Regions from separate parts of the Zea mays genome. Here all the other regions are linked to region 1. A link is a contact called in public Hi-C data. All regions are on one chromosome and are shown on one strand. The core of a region is the stretch at or near the end of the contact, and the rest is flanking DNA. Distances in the headings are between cores, read along the strand shown. Region 1 holds the start of LOC100217119. Region 2 has its middle 140 kb from the start of LOC100217119. Region 3 holds the start of LOC100193803 (alpha/beta-Hydrolases superfamily protein).

Region 1 (3,471 bases), core at 491-2,990:
GATTATAAATCAATCAGAAGAGAACAAAAACATTTATATAAAAGGCAAATATGTAAAGATACGCTGATACCTTCTCTTGCTTTAGCTTGTGGTATCTGTAGCCCTGAAAAAGGCAAGTATGTATATAGTCATTGTGGGCTAAGGATTGGCAAATATACGTACATATAATAAATCCTATTCGTGGATTTACATGACAAACCATATAAATGTACATTTATTTCTCAGAACGAAATTCTCATATGCATATAATATTATTACTTTATCATGTGTCTCCTTGTTTCATTTGGTAACACATCGCTATCTCTTTCTTATTTGGCAGCTTTATGTCACGGACACCTGGCGCATGTATGGCGAAAACCAACGGATCACAAATGTGAGCCCCGACATGTCTATTTCGCCTCTAGCTAGCTAGTTTGTGCTGTTGTGGCATATTTATTGCATGTTAAAATTAAATACAGGTTGTTGTCCGAGGTTTGTAGAACTTACTTTGTCTGCCCTATATAAATTATTACTATCTCCGAATATTTAGTTCATTTTTTACTGAAACACGACAAATAAAAAAGAATATAGAGAGTATATGTGTTAACACAGTATATAATTAAGCTAAGCAAGCATGTACTTACTTTGTCTGTCCTATATAAATAATCACAGTAGGTGAACAGGGGTGCAAAGTTGCTTTGGCTACGGCCTCCTGCATAGTGATGGTAGTCATGGTATGCAGCCCCTCCGTAGAATGGAATCAGCCTGCAAGGGCTGAACGGGAAATGGTAACTGCAAATTTCAACAAGATGAATATATTAATTAATTGGATGCACTCTTGTTGTGTTTACGTCGTTGGAACTGTGCAGAGCATGTAATGATGATCACCCGCTGTGCGTGTTAATGCCCTCAATTAGGCGGATGGAGAACCATAGCCACTGCGTGGTGACATGGCATGGCACGAGCACTGGGCCGGCCAAGGCCGGGATAGAAAGGACGACGTTCTCGGCCCAGTGGCTGTACGACATGGCGAAGCCTGTAGGAGCCGTGAACTCGTGGTGGACGCGGTGGATCTTCTCGTAGCACCACTGGGTGTGCAGCAGACGGTGCATCCAGTAGCTGAGGTAATCCTCCACTAGAGAGTATACGACTAGCTGCGCGATGGTCTCCCTCACCGACGGCAACGGCAGTCCCATTCGGGTCCTTAGTATCTGGTAAATATAGGCATCGTACGTCATCAACGGCATGCTTTCTTTCTTTGCTAGTGATAATATTGATGCACATGCATGCATGCATGATATTAAAATACACAAGACAAGACCTTGGCGACCGCAGGATAGGAGACGAACTGAAGGCCAACGGCGAGCGGAAAGATGCAGGCCGCGTCCATGTAGCAGCTGAGGGAGGCTGCCGGGGGCAGCCGTACCCGGGGCTGCAGCTTGTACGGCAGCACGACGGACGGAGCGAACTGCTCTAGGAGTAGCAGGGGCAGCGGGGCGATGCTGTAGATGACGAACAGGATAAATGTGGTGTGGCAGTGCAGCCAGGAATCTGGCATCACCGCCGAGTACTCGTACCATGCTGTCTCAGCCCACGTCATGGTGCGCCCCAGTGCTCCCTCCGCCTCCGCCGCAGTCGCGTAGGGGATCATCGATCGGGGCCCTTCAAACCCAGCTAGGCTTCTGCCTACGTACGTCTGCTAGCTACTCGCGCGCTTCTCTTCCCTAGCTACACGCTAGTAGCTTCAACTGTTCGGGCCTCATGGCAGCTCCGGCTCTTGGGGGCTCTGCGCTTCTTTATACTGGTACATCTCTCACTCTGACACGTGGGTACGCACATGTGAACAACAAGGGACGGAAAATTACGTAACAGAAACATTATCTTCATCTTCCGAAATTATTTTCAGAAATGTTACGCGACACAGACATTTTAACTCTATGATAACATGCATGGTAAGCATCTGGAATCATCTACCATACGTGTTCCTTCTTATATATATATATATATATATATATATATATATATATATATATATATATATATATATATATATATATATATATATATATATATATATATATATAATATATATATATATATATATATATATATATATATATATATAGGTGAATTCGCAGCATGTAATATCATCTGGGACAGGTGGTACTCGGCCGACCACAATTAACCCTAAAAACCAAGAAAATATATATGCTCCACCTTTATTGTGGTAGCTAGGGATCACGTACGAAGTAGACAAGAAAACCGAAAACGTGCAGCCACCTCCCCCAACACGTCCACGTACGGAGCGGACCACAGCATACGCTAGCCCTATAGGATGTCACTGTCCGTCGCCATGTGAGGAGTACATAGCAACAACACCGTTCAGATTTTGCCTGATATTCAATCTACAATTTCGTGATACTATATTTACTATTCTACAGATTTTCAATAGTACAGAAAGCTCTAAAGTGGTGGTTCTAAACCGATTTACATTATCGTTTTTTAGCACCGCCGGTACTAGGGCCCAATGGAAATCAACATTTCCACTAGTGATTATTTTGGAACCGTTGGTGAAATACACTTTTGTTGGGGACTTGTTCTCAAATGCTATGAATTAAGAACAAGGCAACATAAAATGTTAAATGATACTGTCCTTCGTCCGTGAAGCATTATTCCTTTGAGGATAATGGGTCTTGGACGAAGGTTGAAGAGAGTATTATTACGAAGTTGAACCTTCGTAATAAACTTTCAATAAACATTGTAAAATAATGTAAAATAAAAGGTATAAAATGGATGAATGAATTACAGATGTATCATATTATATTCACTTAATATATTGAATCATTCACTACAACAGCTACAGTCATTTTCGGCGGCCAGAAGCCGCCGAAAATAGGCCAGTTGCCGCCGAAAATAGGCTATTTTCGGCGGCAATTGGCCTATTTTCGGCGGTTTCTGGCCGCCAAAAAAAACTGGCCGAAAATAAGGCTTTATTTTCGGCGGCCAGGGTCCGGCCGCCGAAAATAGCTTATTTTCGGCGGCGAGCTTCCTGGCCGCCGAAAATAACAGATTATTTTCGGCGGCCAGCCAGTCGGCCGACAGAAATAACAACTGCCGAAAATAAAATAACTATTTTCGGCGGCCAGAGGGGCCGCCGAAAATTACTAATTTCAGAGCAAAAAAAAATTGAAAAAATGCGAAAAATAACAGAATTTCATACAAAATTCATACAATAACAGAAATTCCATACAATCACAGAAAATTCATACTTGAGTTCACAACCTAAAACTTGAGTCCATACAAATATAAAGTCCACAAATAGTCCATACAAACATAAAGTCCACAAAATAGTTCATTACAACACAGTGCGACACAAAGCTAACGTAATCACACATTAGGGTCGTTGGGGTCGTTGGAGTTGTGTCCACTACCTCCAGAAGCCAATAACTGGTCGACGAAGTCGTGTAACGGGGTTGGATCCTAAAAAAAAGA
Region 2 (3,399 bases), core at 92-2,591, 140 kb before region 1:
CGACAACAGTTCTACCGACTGGGATAGAATGAGGAGGATGGGGTCGCGGGGCTCTGCCCTTTATAGCCTGGAGTTCGAGCCGCAATACTAGGGCGACGGCGATTGAAGCGGTCCGCCCGAGAACTCTGGCGACGCGAGGAACATCTGAGTCGCGCCCACAATTTCTGGGAGGCGACCGCGAGGTTGTTTAGTGGAGAGGGAAGGATCTGCCAGGCGGGACCTGCATAGCTAATCTAACAACTTGACAGTGCCCGGTGGTGAGTGGAGTGGGCCAGCACGGTGGGGATGTTGGGCCGACCAGGTGGATTCGGACCACAAGTAGGTTTGTTTCTTCTCTTTTTTATTTCTATTTTCTTTTCTTATTTCAAATCCCTATCAAACCAAGTTTGAATTCGATCTTTCAAATTTGTGCACAAGCAAAACTCCAACATGATGCAGGTATAATTCATGTTAAGTAATTTATTCATTTATTAATGCAAAAATGCTTCAATTATGCGACCCACACATTATTTTTTTCATTAGGAAAGCATTGTATTTGCATATGTAATCTAAGTAAAGGTTGCTAAAAATAAACATTCACACATTTTATTTCCAAATTCTAAAATTTTTAAACTTAAACTTGTCTCACAAATTTGAATACAAATACAAACATAGAAGAATCCAGCTTGGAATGCTCATTTATGTATTTAGTTATTTGTTATTTGACTACTTTAATTCCTTTGTTGAATATGCACCAAGAAAAGAAAAGCAAATAATCTCCAAAGGTTCTATAACTCTAAAACCCACTTATAAATATTTCTATTTATTTATTTTATTATTTTTTAAATAAATTTTTGGGCTTTACAAATTGATGTATATGTTATATATATATGTCTAGATATATCATCACTCATTTGAATGTAAACATAAAAACTAAGAGTTAAAACGACTACTATTTTAAAATGAAGCGAGTATCGGTTTAAGAATGCTAATAAATTTATATAATATTTGATGTATATGTGTTATAGATGTGTCTAGATTCACTGTTTTTTTTATCTTAACATGGTTTAAAAAATATAGTGTTACAAGGAATACTATATTGAGACACAGACAGTATAAAACATCGATCATAGTAAAAATTCATGTCTAGTTAATACAAACTCTCTTTATTACAAACCATATAAAGCTAGTTTCACTATATTTATATATGTAGATTATACTCGGAATATGCTCTGCCGTCACAATCGATGATTACTACTTTCAGGATAAAACCTATCCACTCGGCTTCTCTAGTTCCGTCCATTCGTTGTGCACAAGAAAACCGAAGCAGAGAGTCGGTGGGGCTCCTGAGAAGGACAGTCCGATGTGGCCGAATTGAGAAGAGTCAAGTGCGTTTGGCGGTTTGGCCCAACAGGACAGGTGTCAAGAGATGAATGTAACGGGAAAATGATTGACTTGGATTTCCAGAATGGTCCAAGAAATGATGTTGAAATTAGGGCATTGTACAACATAGAGTATTTAGTTCGATTTTTCAAGTATAAATAAAAGACAATATATAGAGAGTCAGTTTGTTCACGAATACAATGTTTCTTGATTTTTTCACTTAACAATCTAGGGATCCCTTAAAATACCCTCTAATTAATGGGTTGTACACGCATTTATAGTCACGAAAAGGTTAGCCGATACACCTAACTTGAGACGTATCATCTTAGGTGATGCTTCACCCGGATCGCACCTGCCCCCACGCGACCGATCGCACGCGTCCTCAAGAGACCGTCTGACCGCACTTGGCAAATCAGCGGCGGTTGTCTCTAGCAATTTCTGATAGCCGATCAAATCCATTTTGCTATTGCGATTTTCCATATTCGAAAAGGACAGCAGCCGCAGAGGCGGTTCGTTCGAATTCGACGTGCATGTATGGTTTTCAGTTCACGGTTCGTAATCACAATTTGTTTTTTCCACCATTTTCTTCGTACTGATGCTACAAACACATACCACTCACACTCGCATGGATTTTACAGCTCAGTTTTTTCATACATAAGTGAGTTGATACTCGTTTTTTGGTTTTTTCGAATATATATTTTTGTTTTTTTATTGCGCCACTTTTAGAGATACATTCATTCATTACTCATGTATGCACCTAGAATGGATATGGAATTAACACCAGCAAACATTGTACCTTGGCAGTAATATATGCATAGGCTTAGCAATCATTAGCCAGTGCAGTATTTTTTGTTCATCATACTGAGATAGTAATAATTAAGACGTTAGCAGCAGGATCGAATGTGTATTCCTATGAGTAATAATGTTCAACATGATAGCAAGGTAATTTTTCTCATCTATCGTATGTTAGTTAGCGTTAGTATGTGTTCGGAGGTACAACAAATAGTTATCGTGATCAGCAAAAAAACTTGTTACTCTAGTAATAATATTAGTATTTTTTTCAAACTACAATATCTACATAGGACAACAAGGTATTTTTTTGGTAACAACCACGAATCAGTAATAAGTGTGTTAATAGTATCGGTAATATGTATAGTAATCAGTAATACTTATGAATAGTCTGTAATTCAATCATATGTTAGTGTTAGTATATGTTTCGAGAGGTACAACAGTAATTATCATGATCAGTGTTGGGGGCTTACTTTGCTGACGATCCTCAAATCCAGTGGCGGCCCTGAGGGTGGGGCAGAGGGGCCGCCGCCCCGGCCTCTAATTATATAGGGCCCCGAACCTAGTTATACACAATAGCTTAATAGTGAAATGTCGAATAATTAGCAGCCACGAAACGTTCACAACCCGGTCGTATTTAAACATGTTAAAAATACTTTTAAGATAATACTATAATATATATCTTTTTATTTATTTGTTGCTTGGTATAAATATTTTTAGATGTGTATTGAGTTTATATATTGGTGCCATTTTTATATAACAATAGTTGGTGGGCCTCTATTTAAATTTGCCTCGGGCCCTAAAACCTCCGGTCCGCCGCTGCTCAAATCACCTCACCTTCAGCTTGAGAAAGTGTGTTTTAGGTGCCATATGAAGGACAGATGAAGCCGGGCTTGGACCGAAGCAGCGTGCGAAGGGCGTCGCTCAAACATGTACGTGACGAAGGTGTGCACGAAGGCTACCACCTTCGGCGTCAAAAAAGGCTTCGTGCACGAAGCAAGGAAAGGGAAGGCATTGAAGACCTGTGCTGCAAGAAAGAAAGAGAAAGGACAATGATGTCCCTGTGATACTTGTAAATTGTATTTGTAAATCTGGTGGGTATGCTTGTAATTTCATACGAAGCTGTACTTTTTCACTATAAATAGGTGAACAATGTCATGCATAAATTCACCTTTTAAGAGCCATAAGCTTAGCTTAGCTTTCGAAGTATCTTCGAACCATCCTTTGTGCATGGTCAAAGGTATACTT
Region 3 (3,401 bases), core at 158-2,657, 230 kb after region 1:
CAGCTGCCTCAAGACGGTACCCAATGACAATCTCTTTCCTCTACCTAGCTCGCAGAATGACTTCAAAGAAATTTAATTCCTCTTCTTCTCTAAGGTACAGATCAGAAGGTCGTATTTGCATTTCATTTCACTGTAAAGGGTGCAGTTGCAAATACAGATTAACCAGACAGAAACATGAGAAGACACATGATTCAAAAGCAGCCAAGATGCTAACTTAGAAATATAATTAGGCAAAGCGGAGCATGAGAAGAATCATATTTCTAAAGAATAAAAGGAAAAAAGTGAACTTGAATAAAACTGTCTAATCATAATAGTCCACAGCTATTCACATAGTTCTTCAGTCTACATATGGGATTTCATAGGTAAGGTTAACCCGCAACTGTCAAATCTCATTTGGGAGGGCGGGGCGGAGGAAGTGGAGGAGGGTCGTGCTCATCGCCGTCGCTGTTGGCTATCACGATCGAGAGAATGGCTTGGGGAGGGGATGGAGGTGGAGGACCCACAATACCCTTCAAATGTGGTAATTACTGTGACAAGCCCGCAACATATGATCCAATCGCTCAACCCGCGTGAGAAACTCCAGACGCCTCGCATCTCTAGCGCTTCTCCGCGATCACCAAAGGTTCATAAACCAGCGTGTGATTCAGCATCGCAACCGCGCACGAACCCATACCCAGCCGTTCGATTTCCCCCGCTGCCTGCTTCCCGTGCCCCCAAATTGAGCCACCCATGTCACCAACCCCACTCCAACAGTCTCGAAACCACGGGAACCCCCAAGGGGTGCCGCACAGCTGAGAGCAGCAAATTTCGGGCCACGCCCGACGGAACGGATCGAGGAGGCACGAGTTAGGGCTCGAATCACCTGGTTGGGCGAGACGGAGGTCGAGGAGTCCATGGCGAGCCTGCCCGCAGACGCGACAGCCTCCGCCATTCCTCTACAGCATCCGCCGGGCCGAGCCCTCGATTGGATCCAAACCCAAGCGAGCAACGCAAACACACAAGGACGGGAATTAGGTGAAAGAAAAAGGAATGAGCGCGGGTTTATGTGAGAGGAAAAATGAAGGGGGCGTCGGTGCAGAGGCGATGAGGAAGGGAGAGCATCACGCGCGGAGAGAGCGGGCGTAGTTTAGGGCTGGGGTGTTACGGGACGGAGGCAGGCGGAGGCACGGTGAAATATTGTGGACGCTCTCGTTGGATCCTTATAGAGTAGTAGAGATTTCAAATGGGTCTTATTCGCGAGAGCTAGACCATAGCCAACACAACAGTGGATTACGTTACCCCGTGGCCCACAAGTCATTCGTACGCCGCTGATCGATACATGTGGACCAGGTAATTCCCCATCGTTTAATTTGTGTTCCTAAAAAAATTGTCACGAAAAGACTAAATGCTAAAATAGGGGTCCCAACAGCCCGACTCCTTTCCTTTTCTTCCCAATCCTCCTCTCTTTCTTACGCCCTCCGGATTCGTTGCCTCGCTCGCGTCGCCCCTTCCCACCCCGGGCCTGCGTGGTTCAAGGAATTGGAGGCAACCTAATCGGCGGTCAGGAATGCTTCAAGAGTTCGTCGACAACGTCATCGCCGTCACAAAGGAGTAAGCAGCCTCTCCTCGTACCCCCGCGGCGATTTCAATATATGCATATGCGGTTTATCCAGGGAATGGGTCGTCAGAGCGCGGGGAATCAGGCAATCACCGACTTGTGATGATTTGGTGCGTTTGGTAGGAGATGGTTGTGGTGTGGTTTCAGGGTTACGTTGATTGATGAAGGGATTCGGGCCACGAGCTGTTCGTTGCTAGCTTGGGATTAAGTTGGGTTAATATGTGCTGCTGTAGATTTCGTAGGACGTTGGACTTTGCACTTATTATCTTAACACGCTTTTGCATATGCATGCCTAATTATTTTCGTATGCTCAAATTATTAAGCTGATTGCTGGAGATCTGTTAACAAAGGATTTTTGAGGATGATGGGAATGCGGGAGCCATGGCATGGTTCTCACTTCCAATGTTTCGCTTTTCCGTTCGAAGCCATGGCATTGTGCAATCGAACTATAAATACAGGCCGCTAGAGTCCAGGAAAATTGTTTTTATTTTCTGACATTACAATAGTAGATTCATTGTGCACACCAACATGCGCAAAGGTACCGTTGTTCAATCCTAGAAAGGCAGAGGCTAGCTCTAAATCATCAGCATGAATACTCCCTTTGCTATTGTAGTGCACTTACCTGTGATGGGCGACTGGTAAAATGGAGGTGCACAACCCTCACTAGTCACTAGAGCTAGCATGAGTTAGTTCAAATATGATTGAACTTGAGTATTTAGACTTTTTAACAAGCAAACAGTATAACTATTGCTTATTTAAGGTAATTCTATATTAATTTTTTATTCTATTTCTCCCTGTATATCTTTGATTATGAATTTTGAAAGGTGTGTACTATGCCAGTGCTGTATTAACTAACAAATAACAAACAATGAAGATATAGAGCTGTAACTGACAAATAACAAATAATGAAGGTATATATCTGTGTTAACTGACATATAACAAACAATGAAGATATAATGCTGTTTTTACCCCGTATGTCATCACAGGTTGAGTAGACCTGTTAGAAAAAAAAACAAGCTCTATGTTATTGTTCTTCTAATAAATCCTATTTCAAATGGTTGCAGTAACTATTATCTACTATGTATGGATTGTTAGTGATTTTGCGATTGTAGGAGTGGCCATGCTCAGAAAGATTTAGTTTGATGAGCAAAAACTTAGTTTGAAAGATTCTTGTATCCTGAGAATTTTATCTGGACAAATGTATTGTAGGAAATTGCAAATTCTATAGAATATACACAAAATTAGACTGGGATGATTTCTTATGAAGTAATGCTTTGTTTGCTTCTTCATGGAAACAAAAAATTATTTGGCAAACACTAAACAATTCGTGAACTTATTTGGCCTCTACTAATGAATTCATTTGTGGTTCTGAAACATGTTAACAATGCCAGCTATCATAAAAAATCCCATCTGATGTATAAACCACTGGGTCTGCAGTACTGGGTTCTAGTGTGAATAATTGGACCTATATACAAGATACCGGCAGGATATTGAATGATTAGTTTCTTTGATATTTATGAAAGTGGACCCCTAATTACATTGGCTTACAATATCCTTTTCAAAGATGTTAATAAACTGTCAGATGGGATTATCTTTGGCAAATTTATGGGCTTGTGGACCATAACCATAACATCTGACTTTGGCAAACCAACTACATATTTTACTTTCTGTGTACACACAATGCTTGTAAGTTGTAAACCAGAATTTTGTTGTTGTGGAATCGTGGAGGAACTTCCATTTCCATTCATTTTTGCATGTGTTCCATTGAAGCATGAGGCTTTTGAAATCCTTGGTTCTATGTATA

What was found. Hi-C and Micro-C count contacts between places; a contact is called where the count stands out from the background.
Region 2: a Hi-C map of leaf shows a contact between it and region 1, with 5 times the contacts expected there. The contact joins the enhancer-like site here to the promoter of LOC100217119 in region 1. A contact is called at or near these places in 6 of 25 Hi-C or Micro-C datasets (bundle sheath, ear, leaf and 1 more).
Region 3: a contact with region 1 is called in a Hi-C map of tassel, with 3 times the contacts expected there. The contact joins the promoter of LOC100193803 here to the promoter of LOC100217119 in region 1. A contact is called at or near these places in 5 of 25 Hi-C or Micro-C datasets (bundle sheath, ear, endosperm and 2 more).

The regions. Positions count from the first base shown.
Region 1 is chr3:89,037,845-89,041,315 of Zm-B73-REFERENCE-NAM-5.0, forward strand. It overlaps LOC100217119, which reads right to left and starts at 1,741. Exons shown (of 5, transcript NM_001143487.1): 1 at 1,301-1,741; 2 at 868-1,190; 3 at 624-771; 4 at 71-103. The coding sequence starts at 1,630.
Region 2 is chr3:88,893,635-88,897,033 of Zm-B73-REFERENCE-NAM-5.0, forward strand. No RefSeq gene overlaps it. Among protein-coding and RNA genes, the nearest start is that of LOC100217119, 140 kb to the right of the region's middle. Within about 2 kb of position 1,342, at least 7 of the 20 cell types and tissues checked have an H3K27ac peak or open chromatin away from gene starts, as enhancers often do. A contact at or near this core is called in bundle sheath, leaf and leaf mesophyll, where this site is marked.
Region 3 is chr3:89,268,802-89,272,202 of Zm-B73-REFERENCE-NAM-5.0, forward strand. LOC100193803 (alpha/beta-Hydrolases superfamily protein) reads left to right here and starts at 1,408. Exons shown (of 9, transcript NM_001310458.1): 1 at 1,408-1,590. The coding sequence starts at 1,547. LOC103650372 (DNA polymerase V family) reads right to left here and starts at 1,215. Exons shown (of 3, transcript XM_008675956.4): 1 at 863-1,215. The coding sequence starts at 931.